Regions from separate parts of the Mus musculus genome. Here regions 2, 3 and 4 are each linked to region 1. The links are chromatin contacts, called in public Hi-C and promoter capture Hi-C maps. All regions are on one chromosome and are shown on one strand. Each heading gives the region's core, a stretch centred on a gene start, on an enhancer-like site or on the middle of the called end of the contact. The rest is flanking DNA. Distances are from core to core; before and after follow the strand shown. Region 1 holds the start of Klhl12 (kelch-like 12). Region 2 holds the start of Adora1 (adenosine A1 receptor). Region 3 overlaps Kdm5b (lysine (K)-specific demethylase 5B). Region 4 overlaps Kdm5b (lysine (K)-specific demethylase 5B).

Evidence for each region. Promoter capture Hi-C pulls out the DNA fragments that hold promoters and counts their contacts. A called contact is a pair of places that touch in the nucleus more often than the background predicts.
Region 2: a contact with region 1 is called in a promoter capture Hi-C map of embryonic stem cells. The contact joins the promoter of Adora1 here to the promoter of Klhl12 in region 1. A contact is called at or near these places in 2 of 39 promoter capture datasets (the C10 cell line and embryonic stem cells).
Region 3: a contact with region 1 is called in a Hi-C map of the G1E-ER4 cell line, with 1.9 times the contacts expected there. The contact joins the enhancer-like site here to the promoter of Klhl12 in region 1. A contact is called at or near these places in 10 of 39 promoter capture datasets (the 3T3-L1 cell line, HPC-7-derived erythroid cells, embryonic stem cells and 5 more), 3 of 484 Hi-C or Micro-C datasets (the G1E-ER4 cell line and embryonic stem cells), 1 of 115 datasets of contacts at active chromatin or transcription factors (embryonic stem cells) and 4 of 9 other capture datasets (adipose tissue, embryonic stem cells, liver and 1 more).
Region 4: a promoter capture Hi-C map of the HPC-7 cell line shows a contact between it and region 1, with 5 times the contacts expected there. The contact joins the enhancer-like site here to the promoter of Klhl12 in region 1. A contact is called at or near these places in 17 of 39 promoter capture datasets (the 3T3-L1 cell line, 3T3-L1-derived adipocytes, the C10 cell line and 13 more), 1 of 15 datasets of contacts at CTCF or cohesin (pro-B cells), 34 of 484 Hi-C or Micro-C datasets (B cells, CD4 T cells, the G1E-ER4 cell line and 27 more), 8 of 115 datasets of contacts at active chromatin or transcription factors (bone marrow-derived dendritic cells, bone marrow-derived macrophages, cardiomyocytes and 4 more) and 5 of 9 other capture datasets (adipose tissue, embryonic stem cells, liver and 2 more).

The regions. Positions count from the first base shown.
Region 1 is chr1:134,451,200-134,458,554 of GRCm38.p6, reverse strand. It overlaps Klhl12 (kelch-like 12), which reads right to left and starts at 3,024. Exons shown (of 12, transcript NM_001311136.1): 1 at 2,890-3,024; 2 at 1-89. The coding sequence starts at 83.
Region 2 is chr1:134,231,449-134,238,803 of GRCm38.p6, reverse strand. It overlaps Adora1 (adenosine A1 receptor), which reads left to right and starts at 3,347. Exons shown (of 2, transcript NM_001008533.3): 1 at 3,347-4,789. The coding sequence starts at 4,449.
Region 3 is chr1:134,625,149-134,632,503 of GRCm38.p6, reverse strand. It overlaps Kdm5b (lysine (K)-specific demethylase 5B), which reads right to left. Exons shown (of 27, transcript NM_152895.2): 23 at 7,308-7,355; 24 at 5,128-5,239; 25 at 3,752-3,906; 26 at 1,751-2,071; 27 at 1-1,267. The coding sequence ends at 1,130. Among named protein-coding and RNA genes, the nearest start is that of Kdm5b, 69 kb to the right of the region's middle. Within about 2 kb of position 2,468, at least 6 of the 459 cell types and tissues checked have an H3K27ac peak or open chromatin away from gene starts, as enhancers often do. A contact at or near this core is called in the G1E-ER4 cell line, where this site is marked.
Region 4 is chr1:134,604,094-134,611,448 of GRCm38.p6, reverse strand. It overlaps Kdm5b (lysine (K)-specific demethylase 5B), which reads right to left. Exons shown (of 27, transcript NM_152895.2): 11 at 6,826-7,007; 12 at 5,574-5,736; 13 at 3,642-3,761; 14 at 2,390-2,584. Among named protein-coding and RNA genes, the nearest start is that of Kdm5b, 48 kb to the right of the region's middle. Within about 2 kb of position 4,863, at least 5 of the 459 cell types and tissues checked have an H3K27ac peak or open chromatin away from gene starts, as enhancers often do. A contact at or near this core is called in the G1E-ER4 cell line, the HPC-7 cell line and pre-megakaryocyte-erythroid progenitors, where this site is marked.

The DNA of each region.
Region 1 (7,355 bases), core at 1,775-4,274:
TTCCTGAGGGAGTTCATGGAGTTGAGGATGGACTTAGCGTGAGTGTTTGTCATTATGTCTTTAGGGGCCATAATGCCGCCCATCAAGCACTAAGGAGAAAGAACAAAGGAGTCCTTGGACAATGTGGCTACAAGGGAAAAAGATCATAATGAAGAAGTGGGAAACCAAACACACAATTAGTTCTACAAATTCAGGAACTAAAAGGGTTCCTTAACCACAACTTCCACAAATACAGAGCACTTTTGACCCTGGCACCACCACAATCTGGCCAACACCGACCCCAGTAAAGGTTACCTCTTCTTTCTCCAAACTTAACATTCTATATCTTTGGATTCAACCCAGTAAAGAGCAAAATATTAAAAACTAAAGAACTGATTTTGAACATGTGCAGATTTTTATCATTTTTCCTAGTGAATACTATCTTAGCGTTATTACGCTGTGATAAAACATCGTGACCAAAAAGCAACCTGGGAGGAAAGGGTTATTTGTCTTACATATCCTGAGTCACAGTCTAGTGACTGGAACAGAGATGGGAACTAATATTCCAGGAGATAAGGTAGGGATGATGCTACAGGGTCAGGGTAGCTTACTGACTTGCTCCTCATGGCTTGCTCAATTTCCTTCTCTCTCTCTCTTGCTCAATTTCCTTTTCTTTCTTTTCTTCCTTCCTTCCTTTCTACTTTCTTTTCTTTGTTTTGATTTTGGTTTTTTTCTTTTTGAGACAGGGTTTCTCTGTGTAGTCCTGGCTGTCCTGGAACTTACTCTGTAGACCAGGCTGGCTTGGAACAGAGATCTGATTCCCTTTGCCTTCCAAGAGCTGGGGCTAAAGGTGTGCATCACCACCAATCAGCTAGCTCAGTCTACTTTCTTACAGAGGCCTGCAGTCCATGAATGGCACAGTGAGAGAAGCCCCTCCCGACCAATCACTAATTTAAAAAATGCCCTACCAGCTTAACTGCTTGCAGCCCAATCTTCTGCAGGCATTATCTTAATCAAGGCTCTCTCCTCTCAGATGACCATAGCTTTTGTCACAGATATAAAACTAGCCAACACAAATACAGTAAATAACTGTACTGTTTTAGATGTGATAAGTAATCCAGAACTTGTCTTGATAGGGTATGTAAGTGGTATATGCAAATACTATGCATTTAACTCTACATGACTTCAGAGCCAGGTGTGGTGGTATATGCAAGCCAAGCATTCAGGAGACAAAGGTAGATTTCTGCAAGTTGGAGCTCACCCTGGTCTACATAATGAGCTCCAGGCCAGCCAGGGCTCCATAAAGAGACTTTTGTTTCAAAGAAACAAAGTAAACAAAGAAGACCAGCACACTCAGATTTTGGTATCTATGTTTTGTTTTGTTTTTGTTTTTGTTTTTTTTTTTTGAGACAAGGTTTCTCTGGGTAGCCCCAGCTATCCTGAATCTTACTCTGTAGACTGGGCTGGCCTTGAACTCACAGAGATCCACCTGCCTCAGATTCTCCCTGGGATTTTCCTCCTCAGAACACTTTCTAGGGGATGCAATGAAGGTGCTTATGAAAACTGTCCTTTGAGGATGCAAAACTTTCTAAAATGAACCAAAGAAAAAAGAAACTATTCATCTAAAGTCTACAATCCTAATTTCCTAAGATTAAAACTGAGATTCTACATTGTCATCTTTTGTTCAGTAGCTCCTTCAAAAGGACTCTGGACACTCCCCCCCCCCCCCAAACTCTGCAACATGTATTTAACCAAAAACTGAGACAACTTGCTAAAGTAAATGCTTTTTGTTTTTAAAAGGTTTGCTTAAGCTAACATAGTTTCAAACTATGAGATGCAAGAAACTGGGGATTTGCTGAATTCTCAGGAGCTGAAGATTATGAAGATTTCCTAGTGTTCTAGCACAAGGCCCAGCCTGTGATTAAACTTTAAGATTTGTTTCATAAATGACAGTAACCTCAGGGCTGCAACTTTCCTCCTAGCACAAAGCCTGACCATATATTCACCATTCAAAAACTACACATTCTAGAACAGCTAATATGTAAATAGAGGGGTTCCATTCTAAATCATTCTAGAAGGAAGAAAAAAGGCAATGAGAGAGAGAGAGAGAGAGAGAGAGAGAGAGAGAGAGAGAGAGAGAGAGAGAGAGAGAGAAAGGAGTTCTCCCCTAAGAACACCAAGCTTACCATCAAGTATTAGGGAGACCTAGGTAGGCAAGGAGTTAGATATGCGGTAATCATGGAAGCTGCAACAGTATCTTGGTAGCTGTGTCTCCCGGTTAAGCAGGGACTACACTAAGGTTCCCATGGTCAAAATCTGTAAAACTGTATTTGGGATGTTCCACCAAGGCAAACGATACTTAACAAATTGCCAAAACCGCGTTAAAGGGTCTGCATTCTCAAAAGGCACTGGCTTCATTACAATGTGTTGGAGTTTCCAAATCTCCCACCCCATACCTTGCTTTTTTTTTTTTTTTTCAAGATTGCTGGGGATAAATGCCTTACAAGAGGAGGTGAAGACCACTATAATTTGGGAGGGAAAGGGAATTATCTTACCTTCATGCATGAATATACCTTACACCTCACTAATATTCTTAAGAAACTTCTTTAAAACCCCAATGCGCTACTGCCTACCTTCGGAGGAAGCCCACTCCAATCTTTGGAGTGTGTAGCTTTACTAAATAAACGTCCCCTTACTGTTTCTCAGCTGAATTCTTTCCTCCCAGGTTAAACCTTCTCCCGGGGCAGGCGGCAGCTGCTCCGGAGAAGCCGAGAAGGCAGCGCTATGCCTGCAGCGCCCCAGCTCATCTCCTACCGACCCGGGCTGGGGGGGGTACCCGGGTTGGGGGAAGGCCGCGCCCCCGGCTGAGGGCAGAGGGAAAGGCCGTGTGTCAGGGCCGCGCTCACTCACCAGGGCTCCTGGGCCGTCCGAGCCGAGGTGCTAGGCGCCGGGCTCCCAGGCGGCTGAGCAGCCGGAGCGCCGCCGCTGCCGCCCGGACCAGCCGCTGCGGAGCAGTCTCCGTGGTAAACTCCAGTCTCGGAGTACGGCGACCGCGCGGCATGATGACGTCACGCCACGGGAGGGGCGGGCCTCTCCTGGGTTACGTCACCTTAGGAGGCCGAGCCAAGAAGTCCTGCTTACCTGAGAGCTCAGAAAAAGAGACCTGAGAGTGGGTAGACGGGTGGGTGGGGAGTGCCGCGTGTGACAGTGCGCTGGAGGCCAGAAGGACCCAAGACTGGCGGTCCCCACGCGGTATGGCAGGCGCTAGGCTGCGTTCCTGCCACACTCGGGAGACCCACGGGGTTTCAGAGTTCTCTAGGTCGGTTTCTGAAGAATCAGGCTCCGCTTCACCATAGGGAGGACTTTCCCATCCCGGATAACCACAGGGTCCTAAATGTGCCTGTCACCATGAGGCGATTGCTTCCTTCACTCCAAGGAAAAGGAACTTGTGGATTGACTGAGCCACCAGAAATGGGTCGCAGTAGGGGAAACTGCAAAGACCCTTCTCAAAGAAGACGCCACAGCCATCTCCTCTCCTCTGACTCACCATGGTCGTTCATTAGTGCTGCGGTTCTTAGGACGTTTGCTTTTCGTTGATTTTGACTTTTTGCCTTTGGCTGAGAAGGGAAAGATGTTTCTTGTTCCAGTATAGATGAATGACTAATTGGATTATCCAGTTTTCCTTTGCACGGCGTTTGGTTCTTAGGGATAGTAAAGTGTAGTCAAGAGGGCAGCGTCTTCGTTTTACATAGTGTTTTCTTCGTGTCATAGCTTCTTGATCCCAAACTGTTCCTGACATTTAAATATGGTGGACAGAGTGCAGAATTGATAGAAAATGTTGAGGGCACTCTGGAAATAGTTGTTAAAATGATCAATGTAGATCTATTTTGTCTAGGTTTTGTAGTGTAGTCATCAGACTTCAGGGCAGGAATGCTTCCCCACCAAATCTGGACCCAGAACTACTACAGCAGATGAACTTAAGGTAGCTAGAACAGAAGCTAACGATCTTGGGCACCAGGCACATACATGGTGCTCATGTATACATGTAGGCAAACCATTTATGCACATAAAATCTTAAAATTACAAAACATATCTACTGGTTCTCCTGGTCTTCTCTGGCTACTTCTGCTTTTATATATGCATTTCCCCTAGTAACATCTTTGCCCTTTTTCTTTCATCTAGGCAAATGCTTTCCTGATGAGCAGAAAAACACACAAATTCTTTAAGAATTTCTGTGAGAGCTAGACATTACACGTGCATACCCACACTTGGGAGACTAAAGCAGGAGAGAACAAATTCAAGGGGAGAAAACAATAACAACTAAAGCTGAAAATGTGGCTGGCATGTGAAAGGCCCAAGACAGGTGAAGGTCAGAGGGTTGAGAGTTTCTTTGTTTTTGTTTTTAAGATTTTATTTATTTTATGTATATGAGTACATCTTTTAAGCAAGTAAATATGAATTAGTGTGGTTTGAAACCAAGAAAGGTTAAAGTGTACTTGCACACGTATGGATATTCTTGGAGCCATAAGAGAGAAAAATGGCCTAAAGAGGAGGTTGTGTGCATTCCAGGGGTGAGATGAGGGAAGGAAGGAGAAAATAGGACAGCGAGGAGGCACAGACAGGAAGGCAGACAGAAAAGTATCAAGGAAAACTTGGAGAAAGTTGCTACATAGATGTATTGGATAACAACCAGATCCAAGTGGAAAGATACAATATGTAAAAACAGTTTTGTGGCCAGGCATACTAACTAAGGTTTGTATTTCCAGCATTCAAGAAGCAGAAGGATGCGATTTGAGGCAAACCTGGACCTATTTAATGAGCAACAGACCAGCCAGACCCAGTTGTAAAATGTCAACAGTAAAAAGCTCTTTTCTCAGTGTTAACTGTGGAAAAAAAAGGGAGGGGGGAGCTATTAGTTCGTTGTTGTGTGGTGGAAGGTTTTCACCAGTTAGTGGTGGTGCATACCTTTAATTCCAGAGGCAGAAACAGGCAGATAGCTGAGTTTGAGGCCAGCCTGGTCTACAGAGTGAGTTCCAGGATAGCCAGGGCTACATAGAGAAACCCTACTTCAAACAAGAAGAAAGAACAAAAGAGAGGGGGAGGAGGGGAAAGGAAGGGGAAAGGAAAGGGAAAGGAAAGGGAAAAAGGGGAGGGAAGGGAAAAAGGGAAGGGAAGGGAAAAAGGGAAGGGAAGGGGAAAAGGGAAGGGAAGGGAAAAAGGGAAGGGAAGGGGAAAAGGGAAGGGAAGGGAAGGAAAAAAGGAAAGAATTTGAGGGTACTTGATCCTCCCAGGTGACTGGGCTGTACATTCGAAAGACCTTTGTCAGTAGCTTATCCAAGATAGAATGACAATTACCAAGAAAACTGACAAGCAGGCTGGGGAAAAATGCTCGGGCCACCAGAGCTACACAGAGCTTGGTTTTTGGTTTTGTTTTTTGTTTTTTTTTGGGGGGGGGTTGTTTGTTTCTTGTTTTTTAAAAAAATCCTAATGTTGTAGCGAAAGAGAATGCTCATGGTGATTAGGGTGGGAGAGACCTTTGTCTCAAAAAAAATACATACAGAGGAAAAAAGATTTTATTTATTTTATGTATGTATATGAGTACACTGTAGCTGTACAGAGGGTTGTGAGCCTTCATGTGGTTGTTGGGAAATGAATTTTTTAGGACCTCTGCTCGCTCAAATTGGTCCCTCTCGCTCCAGTCAACTCCCTCAGTCCCTGCTCTCTCTGGCCCAAAGATTTATTTATTATTATAAATAAGTACACTGTAGCTGTCTTCAGATGCACCAGAAGAGGACATCAGATTTCATTATGGGTGGTTGTGAGCCACCATGTGGTTGCTGGGATTTGAACTCAGGACCTTCAGAAGAGCAGTTAGTGCTCTTACCCGCTGAGCCATCTCGCCAGCCCTTCTTTGGGTCTTAACCATTTATTTTAGTTACTAATGCTTCTGATGGAATGCAGGAGCTTGTCCTCTGTTAGGGAAACGGGCCCTTGGTGAAAACTACAAATTGTTCCCATAGATTGCCATAGAAGCAGAGGCTAGTGTTAAAAGATTAAGAGTCGGTCCGGTGTGGTGGTGCACACCTTTAATCCCAGCACTTGGGAGGCAGAGGCAGGCGGATTTCTGAGTTCGAGGCCAGCCTAGTCTACAAAGTGAGTTCCAGGACAGCCAGGGCCAGGGCTATACAGAGAAACCCTGTCTCAAAACAAAACAAAACAAAACAAAAACAAACAAAAAAAAAGGCTTAAGAATTATGTTGGCAGAGCCCAGAGCACAGAGGAAAATGAAAAACAGGCTTGTAGCTGGGACGATGCAGGCAAGCTAAACATAACCAGAAGGACAGGGCTCTGGGCCTGTCAAGGGAAGCCACTGAGTCCTCCTAAAGCCCATGAGGAGTAGATGTAAGACATTATTGTCCTTTCATATACTCTTATTTCTGATGTTGCTGATTGTAATAGACTAAAATGTAAGTAAAGATGGCTGCTAACAATAGATTCTACACAGGAGACTACTCACACTACCCCAAAGACAAGGAGCTCGATATGAGATAAAGCAGAAAGAGTGCAGTTACATCTTGATGGCTATGATAGAGCTAACTCTGCAATGGAAAAGCTATGAATTGTTTGTGTGTATGTGGGGACAAAGAAAACATAGTCTAATTAGCAGTCAGCAAGACACGTCGAAGGCCCAGTACTGTGGCTTTTAAAATAGGTATGGTCCCCATAGACGCATGTTTGAATGCTTTGCCATAGGGAATGGCACTATTAGGAAGTATGGCGTTGTTGGGGGAAGTGTGTTACTGTGGGGGTGGGCCTTGAGGTTTCCTATGTTCCAGCTACACCCGCTGTGGCTACAGTCTCCTGCTGCCCATGGATCAAGATGTAGTACTCTCAGCTCCTTCTGCAGCACCATGTCTGTCTGTGCACAGCCATGCTTCTCACCATGATGAGAATGGACTAAACTTCTGAACTGTAAGCTAGCTCCAATTAAGTGTTTTCCTTTATAAGAGTTGATATGGGGCTGGAGAGATGGCTCAGTGGTTAAGAGTACTGACTGCTCTTCAGAGGTACTGAGTTCAATTCCCAGGAACCACATAGTGGTTCACAACCATCTGTAATGAAATCTGATGCCTCTTCTGGTGTGTCTGAAGACAGCTACAGTCAGTGTACTCACATACATAAAATAAATACATAAATCCTTTTAAAAAAAAAGAGTTGATAGGGCCATGGTATCTCTCTCTTCACAGCAATAAGACCCTTAGATGGGTACCAACAGCTGACAGCATAAGTCAAGAGATAGAGAGGCTTCAACCCTCCCTAAAAGGGCAGCTAGCATCATCGCTGGTTATGTTAGGGTAACATGCATAGAGTATGTG
Region 2 (7,355 bases), core at 2,098-4,597, 220 kb after region 1:
AGTGTGGGATAGGAAAAGAACGGAGCTTCCAGGAAGTCACGCTGGGATGGACAGAACTGGAGGGGGTGGTACATTCCCCTGCTAACCTGCAGCCTTTCTGTCCTGACTTCCGGTTCTTATTCAGGTCTCCTTGTGCTTGCAGTGCCCAGAATAACCATGACATAGGAACCAGAATAAACTGCCTGCTGGAAGAAAAAGGGCTTGTTTTCTTTCTTTCTTTCTTTCTTTCTTTCTTTCTTTCTTTCTTTCTTTCTTTCTTTCTTTCTTTCTTTCTTTCTTTCTTTCTCTCTTTCTCTCTTTCTCTCTCTCTCTCTCTCTCTCTCTCTCTCTCTCTCTCTCTCTCTCTCCCCCTCCCTCCCTCCCTCCCTCCCTCCCTCCCTCCCTCCCTCCCTCCCTTCCTTTCTGGCACAAGGAATGGAACGGAGGACTGCCTGCATTCTAAGCCAGCACTTTACTATCTATTGGACTAAACCCCCAGGCTCAGACGAGGTTTTTAGTTTGGTTGAGGCAGGGTCTCATTATGTAGCTCAGGCTGGCCGGAAACTCAAGGTATAACCCAGGCTGGTCTTGAACTCCTGAACCTCCTGCCTATGCCTTCTTAGAGCTGAGAAAACAGGCATGTACTGTCATGCCTAGCTTCAGAGGAGAATCTTAAGACCTCTTCTGTTCTCTAGGAATGGACCCAAACCTTGACACCCAGCCATTCTCTCCTCATTGGGGCTCAAAGGGGTGGGCAGGCTCCTGGGGAGTTTGGGGACAATGTGGAGGCCTCTGGAAAGGTGAAGGCTCAGGACTGCTGAACAGGGCTACCCCAGTGTGTTTCCACCTCTGTCCTCTCTTCCACATTCCTCAGGCCCACTGTGGAGAACTAAGGGTACCAGCAGAGAAATCAGAGACAGGGGTCTTGGAAGGCAAAAGACAAGGCTGAGAGGAAATTGTGCAGAGAGCAGGCCTTGGGGTCTTTTCATTTCCTGTGACATCATTTTGCCTCAGAGTCACATGCTTAGTAAAAAGCTTTTCTTTTGGGTACCTTTAAGAGCGCTCAAGCCTGGTACCTGTGGGATTTGGTCCCAACATAGCTCCACTATCAGCACGGGGCAGATTTCAGCATTTTGAACTTTGGACTCTCCTTTCCTCCCCTTCTCCCCATTGGCCTGGCACTGCCTGCTTTTTTTTTTTTTTTTAAGTCTATTACATTTTATTTATTTAGTGCATGTGTCTATGTGTGTGGGAGTGCCACAGTGCACATATGGAGGTCAGGAGACAGACAGCCCTTGACAGACAGTTCTCCTCTTCCATATTGTGGAACTTGAGGATTGATCTCAGGTTGTCCGGCTCAGCAATAAACTCATTCACCCAACCTCTACCTTGTTGGCCTCTTGCTTGTCCTTTTATAAGCACTCTGTATCAAACTCTCCTTCAACCAGCCTGTGCGGATCCCATACCTTCTAGGTATCATTCCTGATGGAGCTGCCATCAGACTAGGACTCTGCTGGAGGCAGCGAAATTCGTGTGCGTGTGCTGTGTGTAGGGAGTCAAATGGCCATGGTAGGAGGTTCATCTAGTCAGGGGTCGGGGCATGTGTGAAAAACAGCAATCACGTTTGGCACAGGGTCCATCCAGTCCCTTGGGTCTTCCTGCTCAGCCTTGGTCCTCCCACAGTGTCCTCCTCTCCCTGAGGCCACTGGCTGGCCCCATGGTGAACTTGCCATAGGGCTGACAAGAAGCAAATCAAGACTTAAAAGAGGATCACAGATATAATTCAGCTGCAGAATGCAAGGCTAGCACACAAGAGTCCTGAGTTCCATTCCTCAGCACCAAGCCAACCAACCAACCAACCAACCAACGAAAAACTCACTTTGCCTAACACCGTGCTGGATTGTGTCTATCATTCCAGTATTGGAATGAGACAGCTAAAATGACTGAGTTCGAGGCCAACCTGAGCTACATAGCAAGTCTTTGTCTTAAAAAATTAAAATTAATTATGTGAAAGGCTTTATGCCTTAAAGGCCCTGAGTCAAGGAAAGAAAGAGCCAAGAGGCACAGATGCCATGCAGATCTCAGCCTCATGTCGCATGGTATGGGCAGGGGCAGGATGGCAGCTTGCTCTTAGGAGTAGGGAGGAATGGGAGGTAGGCAGGAAGGATGCCTGTCATGGATGAGCTGATCTTTTGTCATCAAACTCACAGTCCCCTGTTGTCTGAGGGTGGAAGTGGAAGTGAAGCCCTGGGTCTCCTGGAAGTGTCCTCCCCTCATTGGGCTTCTTTCTCTGGAGAAAACCGAATAGCTCCCACCCTTCCTCCCAGCCACCCAGGTTCCAGAGGAAACTGCTCCTTCCTGTGCTCCTGCAGCACACCCCAGCAGAAGTTGCTCTCCCTCCTGTGGGCAGAGCCCTTCTCCTCAGCTGGGATCCAGCAAGGGGGCAGCAGGTTGTAGGGTTTCCCCTAGCCTGACTCACCCAGCTACTGTACAGTGCAGACCCTTGACCAACAAACAGGATTTCTCAGGGTGGGATCTCTCTATAAGGCACTGAGAGGGAAGGCTTGGGGCTGTGCGTGAGCCAGTGATGAAGTGAGGGCCAGGGACACTGTGGGGGAGGGCGAGGTGGGGAGGGCACTGTGGGAAGGGCACTGTGCTGGTGCTTCAGTGTGTTAGTCTTTGGCAAGTTCCTTTCATTTCCCAGCCTGAATCTTTTTCTGGAGCACAAGGGATTGGACTAGATACTGTGTAGTCTTAGGTGCTGGGGCAGAAAGGAGAAGGAGAAGGAGGAGGAGGGGGAGGGGAAGGAGCATAGTAGTGTAACACTGACAGTGGGGGTCATTTCTCTGAGCCTCAGCATCCTCATCTGCAAAATGGAAATTACGAAGAGCCTGAAAAGCACTCTGAGCGATGGATGAGAAAGGGCTATGACTCAGGAGACTGCCTGCAAAGTAACGTGTGTGCGGGAAGCCTGTGCGCTCCTGACAGTGCTGGGACTGCTTTCCTGAAGAGAGTAGGTTTTAAGATTAGGGGAGGCGCCCAGATGCCAATGGTTGGTGGCGGTGGGAGACCAGAGAGGGGCCCTCTTGAGTCCCGCAGGTGATTAGGGCTTGGGCTGTCCGCCTGCTGCATTGAGAAGGGAGGGAGGGAGTAAGGGAAAGAGGGAACACGGGAATCGGCACCTCGGTACTGTCCCTGTCCCGAGGCCGGATCCATACATCACACCATTCGAGACGCTCACGTTTTCCCAGCTTTTCTCACACTGAATCACTTCCTTTGTTTAGAGGAGGGGGTAGGGGAGGAGACGGAGGGCGACGAGGGAGGGGCCCGCGGGTGCCGCCGCCGCCCCCGCCCCCGCCCCCTCCCCCTCCCGGTGTGCGGAGCCCGATTGTCACTCAGCTCCCGCGCCGGGGGCGACGAAGGCGCCGGCGCCAGAGTGGAGTCTCGGCTGGCTACCACCCCTTGGACATAACTGGCTAGCCCTGGGTTCCCCTGGCATCCTCTGAGGGAGCGACTGCCCAAGGTTTTGAGGTCTGGGGATACTTGGCTAGACAGTTCAGGTGGCCAGGCGCTCTGCCAGCTTTGGTGTGACCTTGGGTAAGTCTGTGGCTCAGTTCGTGCATCATGAGTGTGCAGGAAAGGGGTGGATGAAATGACTGGGGTGTCCCCCTTGGGGCAGTCGATGGGTAAGGATTCTGGGCAGAGCTGGAGCTGGACCAGGCTTCTGTTAAGAATCGGGCACCAGCGGCGTCCCAGGTGGGTGGGCACAGGGTAGGCGTGCGCGCACGCGGGGAATGGGAGCCGGTGGACCCGCCAGGTCCTGGGCTTAGTCCCTCAGAATCACGCCTGCCATCCAGTCCCAGGTACGAAACAGGGGCACTACCTCTTTAAAGGCGTCCGGGGCTGAGCCTCTGCCACACCATGTGATTGCTTGAAAGGCCGGGCTGGGAGCGCAGCGGCGGGAGCCTGGAGAACGATGAGCCGATGCGCGCGCGGTGCCCAGAACCCAACCCTGCCCGGCGCGGCTCCGGAAAGCCGCCCGGGGAACTTAGGGCAACGCCTTTGGGACCCCCTACCGGTTGGCAGGCAGGATGGTGAGCTCCTTGCCTCCGGGTCGGCGGACACCTGTGGGCACTGTGGATTCACAGGGGATCCTTGTGGAGTAAGTGTACAGGGAGCCACCTCACACCTGATACAAAAACCAGTGGTGGAGTGAGTGCTGCTATTTTAAGTTGCTGAATGGAACCTCTAAGGACAAGGGGAGGGGACAGAGGTTAAGCAGATAGTGAGCCTGAGTGTCTGGCCAGCTTGGGCAGGCACTGCATCACTTTACTGGGGCACATCTTCGCAGGGCTGCCTATGTCCCCCTCCTTCCCAGGCTGGCATCCCCACCGCAGGCTTCCTGACCACAGGTGCTGGCCTCGCGCCCCAGGGCGCCTGTCTGCTGATGTGCCCAGCTCCTGCCCACCATGCCGCCGTACATCTCGGCCTTCCAGGCTGCCTACATTGGCATCGAGGTGCTCATTGCCTTGGTCTCTGTGCCCGGAAATGTACTGGTGATTTGGGCTGTGAAGGTGAACCAGGCACTTCGCGATGCTACCTTCTGCTTCATCGTATCCCTGGCGGTAGCTGATGTGGCTGTTGGCGCCCTGGTCATCCCACTGGCCATCCTTATCAACATTGGGCCACAGACCTACTTCCACACCTGCCTCATGGTGGCCTGTCCTGTCCTCATCCTCACCCAGAGCTCCATCCTGGCTCTGCTTGCTATTGCTGTGGATCGGTACCTCCGAGTCAAGATCCCTCTCCGGTGAGTTCATAGCAGCCCAAGGTACTCTGTGCAACCCTGTGTGGGGCTTGGGGATGAGCAAGAGAAGATGAAAGTCAGCACACATAAGCCTCCTAGTCAGCCAGGTATTCTCCGGGCATTTGGATCCCAGCCCAAAGTGCCTTCCTGGGCTCTGTATGGGGATGTTCAGCAGAGCTGCAGTGAGAGAAACAGGAGGGGCTGGGTGTCAGAGAATTACCATCCTGACAGTGCCCATGACCTCAGTGCAGGGACCTGGAGCCTCTGCAACCAGAGAGTCTGAGGGAGCAGGTGAGGTCGGGCCTGGAGTGGGACTGGAACATTTGGAAGGGCTGGCAAGACAAGGGACAGCCAGTATAGGCTTGTGAATGATCTGGGTTCCACCGGACTGGGAAAGGAGGAGAGAAAAGCTTCAGGAGAGAGATGAGGACATGCAGAGGGTGGCACACCAGGACCCAGGGTGCTGCTGCTTCTCGGACCAGACCAAGCTGGCTTCCAGAAGGCACTGTTTAGCTCACTTGTTCGGCAAATGTTTCTGTACCAGCCAACTCCACCCTCCGCGCTGTCCTGCTGAGCCCAGAGGGCTAGTTGCCTCTGCCCAGCCTCCCCTGAGGCAGGGAGCAGGCTGGTGTTGCCCTTCCTGTTCTGGCTGTTGCCTGCGGAGATGCTTTTGCTGTTTCTAGGCAGCTCAGGGTGGGAAGCCTAATGGTGACACCCCTCATAGTGGGGGGTCCATCTCCCTTGAGGATCCCTGCCCAGGCCTACCAAGCCATAATCTTGGCACCAGGCACTGCCTGGGTCACCAAATGCCAGCAAGTGCCTGGGCACCCTGCCAGGAACTGGCTCTGCTGGGACACTCTTTTGAGTGTGTTTCCCCCTTCTTTGAATTCTTGTCACCAGTAGGTTCTCTAAGGGTGAGCTTTAGCCATCTTCAGCACCTGCTGTTTTATGCAGCTTCCTCCTTCCCCTATCTGGAACCTGGGGCCTCTGGCCTCCCTTGGCAGTGTGCCTGGGCAGGCCTGGGCACCGGTAGTCCTCCCTTTGGTCACGTTTAAGCACGTTTCACTTTTCCCAGCCTCTTTTCGTGTCACACGCTCCCTCGCTCCCTGTGTCCAGTGTGGGAGGCGGGGCAGGAACTGGAAGAGAGGAAGCAGGCTCAAGGGATCTCCCTGGAGTCAGGTGTGGAGAGCGTTATCCAACCATGTCCTCCCTCTGATTCCTGAGCCTGGAACTCCCCCCCCCCCCCCATGTCAGCCTCTCCCTATCACTCCCAGCCTACCTCCCTCACGGCCCCAAGGTTTCCCAAGGAAGGTGGGGGCACAGGCTGCTGCTGTTCCAGGGGAAAGGAAACAGCCCAGAAGCCTGGCAAGCTCTGTTCCCAGGGCCTTTCACGCTGCCATTAGCCCCGGGCTGCTGGCCTGTACCAGTCAAGCTAGTCTCAGTCCATTAGATGGGCTGGGCCTCAGTGTTCGACCATTACAACAGTGTGGCCACATTAGAAACGCACGCAGATGGGCAGACAGAGGAAGGCTGCTCAAGAAAGTCTTCCTGCTGGGTGGGTGCCAAGGCAAGTTACAGGCCCTGTCCTTCCTACCCGGTGGGCCTGGGACATTGAAGTGACCGAGCTGGTGGGAATTGCAGGCTCATTCGTCCCAGAGACAGCTGAGGCTACTTTGAAGCAAGTGGTGGTGGGGTCAAGGCTCTAAGAGTTGAGGGTGAAACACAAGTTGAATTTAGTGCAGGCCTGGGCGTGAGTGCTTTTATGAATGCCTAGCTGTGTCACCTTGGGAGAGTCACCTAACTTAACCTCTTGAAACTTTAATTTCTTCATCTATAAAAGGGGACAGACATAGTAATATGGCTGCTTGGAGTTCCTGGAAAAATATATAGCAGTGACTATTATTTCTGACATTTATTGTATGCAGACTGTAACTGAGAAGTTTAGCTTCATTATTAATAAATGCCTTGAATTGAGACTGGAAAGGTACAATGTTTCCCCCAACCCAAACACATGTGCTCTTAAATGGACACACACACAACCCCGCCCAAAAAGGTGTAAAGAACTGATAAGTTGTATACGTACAGGATTTCCCTCTCTCCATGGACTGCCAGTTCCTCAAAGGCAGTAACCGGGACAGCAACAACATCTTGTCTGTCTCTGTGAATTACCCATAATGCCCTGCAGCAGCAACAAACATATAGTCTTTGGTACTCTGGGTTTCCAGGTCACATGGGTGAGTCTCAAGCAGGCTTTTTGGGGAGTGTCTCTGTCTTCTTGTTGCAGCCTAGATCTGTCCTCCATTCAACTTCAGGACTCTGCCCATAACTGTCCCCCCTTGTTCAGCAGTGTCTCTGCAAGCGCTTCCCTTCCCTCCCTCCCCCTAGTGAAAAAGAACTTTCTCTCAAGTTAAAGCCTAGCTTCCAAAACAAGGTTTGTTGGCCAACATGCTGATCACTCTAGAGCCAGGCCTGTCACCACTCAGGTACCCTTCAGGAGGTACAGAATGCTCTGTATCTTTTGGGCAGCTGGAGCCTATGGGATGCCAGGCTTTTGAGCCCTCAGGCACCT
Region 3 (7,355 bases), core at 1,219-3,718, 170 kb before region 1:
AATTCAATGACAATAAAAGCATTCCATAGGAGAGCTGTCTTACAGTCTGGAGTGATTTGGGGACCACTCCAATATTCTGAGGGCTTACTGAAAAAGAACATGGCTTAAAGGACTGGCTCTGGTCTTTAAAGACAGGGATTCTTTATTAGTGGGGCATGAAGGCACAGGCCCACCCAGAGAATAAGGCTACAGAGTCTCCTAGAGCAAACACACTTCTGCGGCTGCCTGCCTGGGAAGAAGCAGAAGCAAGCAACCCTTCTGGTTCTGCAGGCCCACGAGGTGGAAGGGCAGAAGAAGCTGTAGTCTAGTGTTAGAATAGGACCAAGGATTTATTATTCCACAATATAAACTGCAACATTTGATACATTCTACCAAAAAAAAAAAAAAAAAAAAAGGGTGGGGGTGGGGGACTGAGTAGGGAGAAAGCCAAAATACAGCCGTGGCGGGCGATTACTTACAGCGCAGTCTCTTCCTAAATCACTAGTGCAGTGACACCAGAAACTAGACATTTGCTTTCTGTACATGAGCCAAATGCTAAAGCACCAACACACTGTTTAGAAGTTTGTTTTGTTTTAATTCCAGCCACTGAAACCAACATAGAAGTTATTGCTGAGATAAATAAACCTAGCCTACCAGAAAGGAAAAGGGGAGAAAGAAAGGAACAAAAACCCCAAAGTAAAAACTTAAAATCCCCCCAATGTGGTGACAGACAAAGGAGCGCGGCTGCTCTGTGAGGGTTACTGGAATTCTGGTGCCCCTGCTGGGCTCTGAAACTGAGTTGGACTCTTAAGCCGGCATATCCCAGGCAGAAGTACAATGTTTTGCTGTACACAAAAAGGTGCAAACTCCAATACCTTCGTAATCAGTAGAGACCCCTGCAAAAAACAGTCAGCATTTTAAACTTCAACAACCACAAACAGCTTTTAAGGAAAAAAATTACAAAAAAGTGTCAAAATTTTTTTAGTTGTTTTTTCTTTTTTTCAAAGAGTTCTGGAAAAATGATCCCATAAGGAATAGAAATAGCACCGTGTACAGGCTGGCTCGACCCCAGTCCTGTAGCTTTGCTGAGATTGAGGAAATCTTCTTTATTGGAGTCCTGAATTACATGAAGTGAGTGTGTGTTTTGTTTTTACTTTCGGCTTGGTGCGTCCTTCCCAGTACAGCGCACACAGATGTAGTCTTCCTTCTCTGCCATCTCTGGAGAGACACCAACACAGACCTGGTGAAACCACTGATTGCAGCTGCCATCACACTGGACCCAGTCCACCTGGTTACAAAGAGCAGGGAGATGGGGGGTTCAGAGGAAACAATGCCATTCAAAATCGGGCAGGCCGTTTGCCACTGTCCCCGCACTGGGGCCTCTGGCACAACAGCTAACCACAGGAGTGTAGCTGGGAGGCAGAGTCACTCTTCAGGTTGTGCCTGCTTTGGGGTAGACAGTGCTGCCCTGTGACAGTAAGCAAAAGGGCACTCACTCCATCAGCATCCCTCCCACCTTCTGAGCGCCGGGACGGTGAAAGCTGGAGGAGCGAGAGAAGGATAAAAGGAAGAACGAGAGTTTCTTCAAGAAAAGGAGGAGACCCAGGACGATGTTAAAAGCAGAGATTATCAGGAGGGGAGAACTGAGCAATCCACTCAGATCAGCTCAAAGCAGACAAGCAGAAGAGAAAGACCCAAGGAGACGAGGTCTAGCTTACAGGGTTTCTGAGTTAGGGGAAAGCGCGTCCTCTATGGCCCAAACCTCACTGACCTCATCTCCTTCTGGCTGCAGGCAGCTCACAGCTGGACAGATGGCATCTTCATCCTCAGAGTCCTCCTGTTCGGAGTAGGATGTGTCTGAGGGCAGGGAATGAGTTTCAGCATTACGCACTAAGTCATAGCTACGCTCTCTTTCTAACTTGAAACTGTCCATGTCCTTGGGGTGACTCAGTTTGATTTTCTTCTTTTGGGGGGTCCGCATGTGTTTAACTCGATCCCACCGCTCGCTAGGAAGGCCTTCTCTTTCTGGGCGCCTTTTCAGTTTCCTCTCAGGACTGTTGATTGCATCTCGTTTCCCTCGAAGGCAATCGTTCTGTGTGGGAGATGGCAAATTCAGTGTTAGCTCTCAGTTTGCCCGTTACCAAAACTGAACTAAAGAAATTTGCCCATTACCAAAACTGAACTAAAGAAAAACGTGCAAATGAGAACCCTGCATCCTAACCGCTGCTACCATCTCCACAGCTTCAGTCTCCACAGCCAGCTTAACTCCCTTCGCTCAGCACTGTTGGCGAGCTGGGGATACCAAACTTCAATGCGGCCTGCTAGTAACAGCAGAGAAAAGACATACACAGACCGTCCATTTTACCAAATCCTTAGGTGAGTAAGCATTTGTGAAGGCTATCTATCGCAACCTCACAGGAGTGACGACTAGGTTGGCTGTGGTCAATTTTAGGGTACCTTTCACCCAGATCTTGTTCCCTGTGACTCAGTCTTCCCTGGTGTGTTTCATCCTGATTACACTCTTGGGGACACTGGTGACGGCTCTGCGCAGAGCACAACCGAGCAGAAGCTGCTGCTGCTGCTGCTTTGGTTGTTTTGTTTTGTTTTGTTTTTTTGTTTTTCAAGACAGGGTTTCTCTGTATAGCCCTGGCTGTCCTGGAACTCACTTTGTAGACCAGGCTGGCCTCGAACTCAGAAATCCGCCTGCCTCTGCCTCAGTGCTGGGATTAAAGGCGTGCGCCACCACGCCCTACGAGCAGAAGCTTCTTAACAGTGCTGAGAGAGGGGATGCTACAGGGCCTGGGGAGGTGACTCAGCGGTTAATGTGTCCTCTGCCATAAAAGCAAGAGGACCCCAAATGTCAATGTCAATGCTCTGAGGCTGTGGTGGCTCGTCTGTGGTTTCAGCCTTGCAAGGCAGAGATAAGGGATTCCTGAAAAAAGTTAGTCATCTGCTATCTCTGAGTCCAATTCAGAGATCTAATCTCAATGAATCAGGTGGAGAGCAATCCACAATTCTACACATTAACACCAGGAACTGCATCACAAGCATATGTGTGTGTGTGTGCGCGCACACCTGTACATACACATGTGAAAGTATAAACATACCACACAAAAATACACACGAGCCGAGCAGTGGTGGCGCACGCCTTTAATCCCAGCACTTGGGAGGCAAAGGCAGGCAGATTTCTGAGTTCAAGGCGAGCCTGGTCTACAGAGTGAGCTCCAGGACAGCCAGGGCTACACAGAGAAACCCTGTCTTGAAACAAAAACAAAACCTGCAACATGAATGAAAGGGGCCCAGCAGACATTCCAGTGTCTGTCAGGTCTAGGATAAGCAGCTCAGCCTCCACAGCCGCAGCTCTGGCTACACTGATCTCTGACCTACAGAGATGAGAAGCGTCTGCTCGCTAGCATTCTTAAAACATTTATTAACAAAAAGCCCTTTCAGCTATAATTGTATTTTCATCTTTATAGCAATGCTTCTATAGAGGAAAATAGGTCTACTTCTCAATATTACCATTTGGGAGCAATAAGAAGAGTTCCTTAAAAAGAAAAAAGAAAAATGTAGATGTAAAAATCCATGACTGAAATCTAAGCTGTGACACCCAAATTGCTACCAGTGGTGCCAGTGTCTGTCCTTTTGTAGAACATAGCTGTGAGGCAGACAGTTTGTGTGCTCTCGTGGCTCAAAGACACAGCCACCCCCTTTGCAAAATAATTAGTGAGAAGGACACTGGCAAGCACAAGCTATACATCTTCGACTCACTCACCTTCTCACTGCTGGATCTAACTGGTGAACTTCGGTCAGCTTGCTGAACAGAGCTTGGCTTAGTAAGTAGAGTCTGATAAAGCTCCTGAATTTCAGGAAGGGATACCTGGAGCAGCTGGGCTTCCATCAGCAATTCATTCACTTCTGGACTCAAACCTGTTAACGACCACAGACAATCAGAATAGGAACGGAGACATTTAATACAAGCACTGGTAAGCCTGTCAGGGACAGAAAACCACCTCCACTCCGCCTTCCACCATTCCTCCTTTAACTGCAGTCGGTTTGTTAGGTCTTAATGCCCCTAAACCAGAGCAGGGCTAACGCAGATTCCCTACTGCGTTACAGGGGAAACACCCACTCCATCACAACTGACACATTTCACTATCTCCTAGAGCATGGAGGACAGCAAGGAGCTCAGACCATGAGACTGACCATGAACACCCTGAGGTAAGAAGGCTGAGGATGTAGATTCCAGTTGAAACTAGGCAAAATTCTAAGAATTGAGGATTATGATTGGTGGTACAGACTCATAATCCCAGCACTTCAGAATTAGAAATAGGAGGATCAGGAGTTCAGCTACATAGGAGTTTGTGACCAACATTAGCTAACCTCATCACACACACGCATGCACACACGCACGCACACAGAGGAAAAAGCCAGGTGTGATAGCTCACACCTGTCATCTCAGCACTTGGCAACAGGAGCATGGACCAGAACTTTAAGATCATTTTCCAGGGCCGGAGAGATGGCTTAGAAATTAAAGAGCACTGGCTGCTCTTCCAGAGGACCTGGGTTCAATTCATAGCACTAACATGGTGGCTCACAACTGTCTGTAATTCCACCCCCAGGAGATCTGACAGTCTACAGACACCACATACACATGGTACAGACATACAGGTAGGCAAAACACCCATACACACAAAATTAAAATAAAAAACAAATGTTTAAAAAAGAGATAATTTTGACTAAAGATTAAATTTAAGGCCACCCATAAGGGAATGGAAAGAGGTAGATTTAAAATATGAATGACTTTCAATATCCTCCAGAATCGCAAACAAGGTCGTCCATGACTTAGCATCTGCCCTGAATACACGGTGCTTGGTGCTAGATGGCACAGGACTAACTTAAATGTAGTCAAAATAAATCAGAATAGGTATCCTTTGTGTTTATAGATCTTCAAATATGATCAACATTAGAAAATGTACAGTAATATGTCTTCCTTGCTTTGTAGCCCAAATCCCGCCTCTGCCTCCACAATGCTCATGGTACACACATGTAAAACCATACTTGCTCTTTAGGATGCCAGATCATCTATTATAAAACCCTAGGCCAGATGGCCTTGTATCATCTAGGAATAGTACAAAATAAAATACAAACCATGGAGGGGGAGACAACTCTGTCCAGTAGAGAAGGGAGAGTGTAAATATGAGGTTCTGTTGTCCCAGTCATCGGGCAATGAAAAGGATGTTGTGCCAGGAGGCTGAGACACCTGATGGAAGACAAACACCTTAGTAGGAGGCTTTGGGTTTTTTTTTTCTTTTTTTCTTTTTTTCAGTAAGTCTCCTCTAGCACCTAAAACCCAGCCAAACCCACTCTCATGGAAACAAAGCCATCCAACTTTCCAAGTTAACTCAGCCTGACCCCAGAGAGAGAAGATCCTACCACCTTTCAGTGCTTGTGTAACTTTACGACAAATTACTCAGCCGGCGTGTAACCGTCATGAGCTGGACATGGTGGCACACCCCTGTAATCCTAGCACTTGGGAGGGAACAGCAGGAGAATCAGGAGGTTGAGGACATCCATGGTTCTATGAAACCCTGTCTCAGAAACCAGTCACAACTTTGTCCTTTCCCTTTATAATCAATCAAATTAACCTCTCAGAACACCCCTGGTCAAGAAGTGCACGGAACTCTGCAATATTTCATCAGGTGCTGCTACTCAGATGCCAGCAGAGGAAAAGCTCAAGTAGGACAGGCTGTTTCCAGTCCCTACACCTGTGCCCTGGGAATCACCCAATTCTGGAGCTGTCATCAGCCAGGCATGGGAATCCTGAACCTTTCACCACCTTTGTGATGCTTTGCTGGGGTCAGACCCCAGGCAAACATACTAGACTTATCTGTCCTCAAGCTGTTTAGAGAGATGCAGGGACAGCCTGGTCTAAACTCCTGTGCTCAAGTGACCTCACCCTGCAGAATAGCTAAGGGTGCAGGTGAATAGCACTATACCCAGTTTGTAAATATCTGTTACAGAAAATATATTGGGATAGGGGGCCATCAAAATGGCTCAGCAGATAAAGAGAGAAAGGTGCTTGCCGTTAAACTTAATGACTTGAGTTCAATAACCAGGACTCACAGGATCAAAGGAACTGTTTAAAAAATTAAAGGGGCTGTAGGGGTTGGCTCAGAGTTAAGAGCACTTCTTCCAGTAGAGTCCTGGGTTCAATTCCCAGCACCCAGTTCCAGGGGATCCAGTGTCCTCTTCTGACCTCTGTCAGTACCAGGCACACATGTGGCAAACATGCATACACATAAATAACAAATCTAAAGAAAAAGGAGGGAACTGACTACTGCCATTCTAACTGCACTCTCCTTACCACCACTCTTCCTGCAGCCCCCACACAGGAGCCAAGGGAACCTGACCACCTGCAGGGTAACTGGTAGAAGGTTCTACCTCTCCATAAGAAGATCGTGAACAGGGAAGACATTTCAATTTATAATGTGTTCCTCATGCATAAGCATGAAACACCTGAGTTTGATTTCCAGCACCTACACTGAAGCAAGCAAGCAGACAAAAACAGTAAGCTCGGTATGGTAGCATATGTTCTTAGTCCCAGCACGATGGAATAGGGGACAAGCAGGTCCTTGGAGCTCACTGGTCGGTCAGCCTTGGATTTTAGTGAAGAAACCCCGACTCAAAAAACCAAAGTAGACAGCTCCACAGAGGCCTACGCACACAAGCGTGTAAACGCATCTGAACTCTGCACACATTATTCTCCCTTAAAGGACAGGCATGTGGCGGTTTCCCTTTCCAGCCCGGGACTTACATGAAAGGAAAAAGAAAATTCAACCAAGCAAAAATGTATATGCATAAACTAACCATGCATACACTTACAGATAATGAAGTAGAATTATATGCAGAAGAGGTACAACAGAAATAGCATGTCTGAGACAGACTCCTCAGTGTGGGGGTGCAATTCGGTTGGCTTCCTCAAGTGTCTGATGCATGAAGTCCTACTTTCAGGCCCCAGAACTAAACAGTCTCACATGCCGCCCATAGCCCCAGCATAGAGGCAGGACAGTAGCTGAAGATCACATACAGTAAATTCAAAAACCATTCTGGGCCAGCTGAGACTTCTGCTCAAAACAGGAAAAGCAGGGCTAGCAAGATGGTGTGCTGCCTAAGCCTGATGATCGGATTTCCTCAGAACCCAGGTAAGGTAAAAGGAGAGGCCAGTGTCGTGAATGCTGGGGCCGGTAGGGGATGGTCTCAGGAATGGCCACACCAGACAGAACCACAGAGCTATGCAGACCACAGTATCCCACAAAGTGCAGGCTCACCTTGTCTGTTGCTGATGCCTGTCCTGCTGAGGCTGGCCATCTGCTAGA
Region 4 (7,355 bases), core at 3,614-6,113, 150 kb before region 1:
ACAAAACCAAAAACCTACTAAATCAAAATCATAACAGGAAAATGCAAACGAACTAAAAGACATAAAAATAATTTTTAAAATAAAGGACAAAGCTAGGCGTTAGGATTATAGCTCAGTTGGTAGAATGCTTGCCTTATGTGCTGTTCCAAGCCCTGCATTCCATTTCAGAACTGAATAAAACTGAGAATTCTAGCATACCTGTAATTCTAAAACTGGGCAGGAAGGTCAGAATTCAAGGACATTCTTGTCTACGTAAAGATTTGTCAAAGCCTTTTAGAGGGCTGGAGCGAAAGCAATGATAAGTGTGCACATCAAGGACACAAGATCAGCGCCCAGCACTCCTGTTACTGAGCTTACCACTGTTGTAACTTATACTTGACATCCCATTCTTAACTGGGACACACACACACACACACACACAACACACACACAACACACGAACGGACAGAGGAGACAGGAGAGAAAGGAGGGTGGGAGGTTGGGAGGGAGGGAGAGGGAGAGAGAATATTATAAAAGTAATCACTAGCAATTTAGTACTAGCAACAAGTTAAATTTGCAGGTCTTAAACCAAGGTACTAAGGCAATTCAGAGAGAAGTTTTTAAGACATAATGAAGGGGCAACTAGACATCCATATGCAAAAATAAACAAAAACAACACTTTAGACTTGTGTCTAATACAAATAAAAGTTACTTAAAATGATCCCGAGGCCATTCATATTATAAAAGTGTGAGATACTGGAGAAAATCCTTGTGACTCTGCTTCTTTATTATGCACAATGTCTTAAGTAGGACACATAATAAACAAAACTTAAAAGAGGCAAGCTTGTAATCTAGTACTTAGAAAGTAGAAGCAGGAGGATACATGAAACACTATTAGAGGAGAGGAAGGGAGGGATGGAAAGAGGGAGGGGACAGACGGAAAGCAGCACTAGTGAAATAATATAATTTTATAATTAAAACAGACAAACCATGTGAAGAGATATTTTACAGAAACTGATACAAGGGATAAAATAAGGTCAATATAAATAAAATAAAGTATTACTACACGTCAATTAGAATTGCTTTTTGTCAAGAGTCATAATGGGACAAGCTAATAACTAGCAGGTGAATATCCTGAAATGGCCTGCTTTGGATATTATATGATCTGTGATAGGCGCACCCTTATTAAGCAAGGCTGTAAGGGATTCATTTTAGGAAAGATTCCTGCAATTAATATGCTTTTCCTGTTATTATTAAACATATATAACAATCACTAAGTAGTAGCACACCCCTTTGGAGCAGATCTCTGCAGATCCACAAAAATTTACTGTTTTGTACTAATGCTATATAGACAAATAGATGACTTAAGTCTTAATGATGATCCTTAAGAATTCCTAACATTATGTCTGTGATTAAAGCTCTTCTATAGAGGGACGGCTATTAGTTCCTCTTCTGAGAGTCAAAACTGCAATGAGAACTCTGCCAGTCTCCCAAGTGTCACCAGTTAATTGCTCTTAGTAACCAGACTTTCTCCTACTCAGAGCACATTCCAAGAGGTTGTAAAACAATTAACCAAAGGTCATAAAAAGGGAAATAGCTATTTATTATAGATGCTACGACAAAAGATAAAATATTGACTGGGTTTATTTATACAAAACTTCACTAATAAATTAGTTATGGTTTTAAACCTTCAGTGAACCTGTAGATCTGAGACAGGTGATAAATGTTTAGCCAGATAATTACTCCTAATGGATATGAATGTAAACATTCTCTGCTGTAAACTTCTATTTCAATTTATGATTTGATCTTTTTGTGTGAACTTGTGATGAACTTTGTACCATGTGATCATGTATTCTGAAAGATGTATAAGTGCTGAGGACAAGGAGAGAGAGAATTTTTTGCCTTTCCACACTTAGTCCCCGCTTAGGATCTTTTTGGCTTTCCCCTTAGTTTTCATAGGAAACTTTTTACAACTTAGTATAAACTCTATAACCACCTCTCTAAGTGTCCCAATTTCTTCCAGCAACTTCCTACTAGCAGGCCCAGCAGTTAGAGCCCAGCAGTTCTTGCTGAGCTAGAACAAAGGCCACACTGCTTAATCCTTTGTTAGGCTGTAAGTGTTAATCACCTTAGCCAGCAGTCTTTTTACCCTGAGAAAGAGCAAGAAAGTTTTTAGCTTTTCAGTACAGTTAAAGAGCTTGAAAGCCCGGGGCCCTCAGACTTTAAAGCCATCACCAGAGTCCTACTCTGTGACTATACCACTACCCTCTCCAGGCCGGAGGAGGGCTCCCGGCAGCTCTGTAGCCATTAAATACAACGTGGAAAAGCTTCTTAAAACAGTAGTAGAAAACACAACTTGACTTAGAAAATCACAGTTAATGACATGGAATTGGACTTCCAGAAATCTTACCAATTTCCGAACAGTTTCCCTTAAAGCTTTCTCGTCCTCGATCATGATGGCCATGTCCTTCTGAACAGTTGACGCTACCACAACGTCTAATACATCAGCCTTAGAAGCCATTTTGCATATCATTTCATCGTGGGAAAAGACACAATAACGGTGCAGCAAGCGATAATGCTCCACACACTGGCGGCCCAATGGCAGCTGTACACAGGGCACAAGAAAATGACATAGTCTTTTTTAATTTCTAAAGACTTCTGACTTACAATATCATATTACCAAATAATACAATATAGGTCAAAACACCTATCACTTATCAACCCTAAATTAGACTCAGATTCCCAGAGCCCTGGGTCTATTGTTGTGCTCTAAAGGTCTATCACATTAGGTAACTTATTTGAAAACTGGTTTAGGAAAAAGATATATTGATAATGAGTTACCGAGTAATGTGGAGTTTAACTGGTAATGTTAGTACTATTCCTCAAACAACAGTGCTAACCTGAAACCCTACCAAGTTTTAAGGCTGGAATATTTGTTACTAGTTTGCAAGCTTTAATAAGCTTCAGCCTTGGGCTGGAAAGATGGCTTAACGGTTAAGGACACTTGACTATTCTTTGCTGAAGGTCCTGAGTTCAAATCCCAGCAACCAATCTGTAAAGGGATTGACACCTTCTTCTGGTGTGTCTGAAGACAGCTACAGAGTACTTACATATAATAAATAAATATTTTTTTAAAAAAATCTTTAGCCATTTTAAAAGACACTTCAGGAAGACTCTTGCTACAAATTAGGTTTCCCAAAACCTGCTGAAGCAGGGTGGTTTACAATAAAGAACTCAGGACTAGCCATGGCAACACTGGGGGAAAAAAAAAAAAAGGCAAAGCACTGCTCTATCCCCTAAAATTTCATTAACAATTTGTACAATTTAAAAGAAGTATCTTGAGAGAGGTGGCTCAGCACTTAAGAGCAAGTGCTGATTTTTAGAGAGATTCAAAGCATACTTCTCAGTACCTATGTCAGGCTACTCACAGCTATCTATAATTCTCTGGCCAAAGGCATGTGCATGCACATAGGCATGCACACAGTGCATGTCTGAGTTGTCACACACTGTGTTATCCAGTGTCTTATCTCACTGTAAAATGGAAAAGATTTTGCATGGAATCCAGATGAGTAGCAAGGATATGTGACAGTTTTTAAAGCATTTTATGCTATTTCCACAAAAAAATGGTAAGATTTGAGAAAGCTCAAATACATAACACATACCCAATCAACAGTGCAGAAGTTAACAGCCTCGGCAAAATTAAAACCTTGGTTGAAGCCACTGTGGTAGGCTCTTGGAAACGTAATTACAAACTCCCCAGCACACTGATTCGTTCGATAAACCTACAGAGACAGGAATGAGCAATTAAGGTTTTACAGTAACATTCTCAAAGGCAATTTAGACATAAACTATCAGATGATTTCTCTAGACAAATAGGACAGGACTACACACACACACACACACACACACACACACACACCTTATATCAAAACTGAGGGGGAAAAAATTACTGTTAGAATCATCTGGTTTCTGCCACAAGATGGAGTGGTATACCACACTAACAGAACTAAATAGCCTCTGAACTGAAGTCAGTGCTCTTACCACAAAAATAAGAAACCATCTAAGAGGCAAGAAACATCTTTTTTTACAGATACAATCAGGAATCTCCCAAGGTTCAGCCGTAAGTGAAGCAGAGACAAGAGGATCTCTTGAGTTGGAGGACAATCTAGACTTCATAGCAAGTTCCAGACCAGGAATGAAAAATCAATCCATTGATTTCCCAAAGCCCTAAATCTAGCCCCTACATTTTATTCCAATATTGACAAACTTGAAAAATCAAAGAGAAATGTTAACAATGAAGACATAGTGAATGTTTTGTTCTTTTGTCATTACTTTATGGTCCACAAATACACTCTTAATGGCCCTCCATAAAGTCCTCAGAGATTCTGTCTGAAATATCAAGATGGATGATCCCCGAGGAACAACAGCCAAATGCAGACACACACACACAACACCGTAGGTGAGTGAGGAAGGGGGGTTGAGGGGGTGGAGGACTCAGTAAGCAATGTAAAACAGCTCTGGCAACGAAGCAGCACCAGGACAAAATGTAAACCTAGTATCTCAATTCTAAGGCTCTCGGTTCAATTCCCAGCACCACCGTCAGAATGAGTCATGGGGAGCATTCCATTTTGGTTAATCACGAGATCCCACAATTCACTGTCACTTCTTTTTTTTTTTTGATGGATTTATTATTACACTATAGCTGTCTTCAGACATCCCAGAAGAGGGCATCAGATCTCATTATGGATGTTTGTGAGCCATCATGTGGTTGCTGGAATTTGAACTCAAGACCTTCAGAAGAGCAGTCAGCGCTCTTAACCACTGAGCCATCTCTCCAACCCTCACTGTCACTTCTTTATGCTGTATTGGAAATGAAATCCAGGGCCTGTTCTTATTAGATAAGCACTCACAAACATCCCTACTAAACTTCCTCTTTTAGAGCGGAAAAAGGCATAGAAGACTGACACCAAGAACTGGAAAAATGGCTCAGTCAAGAGCACTTTATAAATTTATATTTTTATATTCATAAGCTTTATAAATTTGTAATATTAAAGATTTTAAAACCTGAGCTTAGCTCTAACTGTAACTAGCTAGCCATTCTCATAGTAAATTCTCATTTCCATTTGACAGGTCACTTTTTATCTTTTGTTTACTAAACTTATAAACAAAACTTACAGGGGCTGGAGAGAACCATCATTGATGAAATCTGATGCCCTGTTCTGGTGTGTGAAGATGAAGACAGTGACAGTGTACTTACATAAAACAAGTAAATAAATCTTAAACCAAAAAAAAAAAAAAAAAACCCTTACAGAACAGAAACCATTAGTGGCCATGGCTATACAGTCTCCCACTCACTGACCGGTAGACTAAAGTGAGTGTTACTCATCTGCCGAGCAAGTCATTAGTAATGTAGGAGTTTAGAGTTTCTACGCATCTGGCCCACTGGGAGACTGCTATAAAGCACCCAGCAGCTGCTTCTGTTATCAAGTTATATTATGGGGGGGAAAACACCAAATAACTTTAAGAAGAAAAGCAGGGGTGCTAGGGAAGCTGTGCACGGTGGGTGGGGCGGCAAGAAGGTCAGCACGACATACAGGCACTTCATGAGTCATCAGAGTGTTGGGGTTCATGATGGTCACCAGCTGGTGGAGCAGGTCCGGCTGGGACACAAAGAGCTCAGGAGCGAGCTTCTTCATCACGTTTTCTAGCTGCTCAGCAGCGTAGCCTGGAACTCCATACCAGGTTTTTGGCTCACCCCTAGAAAAAGATCAGAATCCATTAATTTGTAGCATAACACACAGCAACAGTTAACTAGATCATATTCTTCTGACCTACAAACAAACGTTCAAATCAAACAAGTATCAGGACAAGCAGGAGTGGAACACTCAGTGCATTTCCCACCACTGCGAAGATGGGATTGAGGTCCTCCCAGATCCTACTCTACAAACATGGGAGAATTTAGAGTTTCTAAAAAGATAAGGAATCACATTTGACTCAGCACAGTTACTACAGCTCCCTCCCTACAGCAACCAAGAAGGCCTGCAACTTCCATCTTCTTTTTCCTTGCCCATTCTGGTGAAAAAAAAAGCTTACATCAAATACGAATAAGGCAATTATTTCTAAACAACCCTTATTCTTCAAAACACTTTAAATTGTTAACCAATTAATCAGTGCCATCTCTGTGAGGTATATAAAACATCATCTTCCTGTTACAGCTGGGTAATGCCAGGGGAAGCACAATCATGTTGACCATCCAAGTGCCAGCTCTCGTTCTTGTGGTACATTTTCTGTAGGATTCAAGTGAGTTAGGAATTTTAAAATACTTTTGCATGTGAAAGTAGAAGAAATAAGGTGAGGGTATTACAGCTGTAGGGAAAAAAAGGCTTTAGGTGAAAAGTTTAGATAATAAAGTAATAAATGTCTGCACAGATTTGAGAGGTATTCTAAGTGTTATGATGTCAAAAAATCAGCACAACAAAAGGAAACTGATAGTCCCAAGTCCATGCTCCTCCCCAAAGGGATATAGAGGTTACCATGACATCAAATGAGAATTCTGGTAGACAGCGGTGTGTGTGTGTGTGTGTGTGTGTGTGTGTGTGTGTGTGTGTGTGTGTGTAACTTGTTCATAAATACTATTCCTAGAAACATCCTATACTTGCAAAATAGTGTATGATTTCAGAGGACTATGTAGAAGTCAAGTGACCTAATCAGATAGGAAACCTAAGGTAACAGAAGCTAAAACAAATGGAACTTGAAATTCTCAGTCATGAACACATTTCTGAAAGAAAAAGTTTTCTTTCCTGCCCAGCTTAGATAGTCCTCACAGACTCCATAAAGAATTCTCACCAGTGTAGGTAGTTGATTGAATAGCTCCAGTGGTCTTCAATGTGCCAACAGAATGAAGAAAAGCACATGCCCACATACAACCAGGGGAGTTTCATGCCACATATATCAGCAGTAATATGAGCAAGGACAGACTGCTCCATCACTGGCATGTTGTTCAAATTCCAGCCACTATCCAGGTATTCCTAAAATGAGTCAGAAAAAAAAAAAAAAAAAAAAAAAAGATAAAGTTTTAGCTATATCATACTAACAGTTCAGAAACATGGTTTTGTACCTTTTTTTTTTTACTGTATTTACTTGGGGGTGGTTCATGTGGACAAGTATAAGGAGGTCAGAAGGGGGCACTAGAGACAGAAGCTGTGAGCAGTCTGGTCTAGGAAACAGCTGGGGTCCTAAGGAAGAGAATCAAGTGCTCTTAAAACTGCTGTGCCATTTCTCCAGGCCCTAGAATTCCATGTAAGTTGTCTACAGAACTCCTTCAAAATAAAATGAAGGGCTTAGCCTTCCTCTTCTAGAGCTGGGTATGAGCGAGC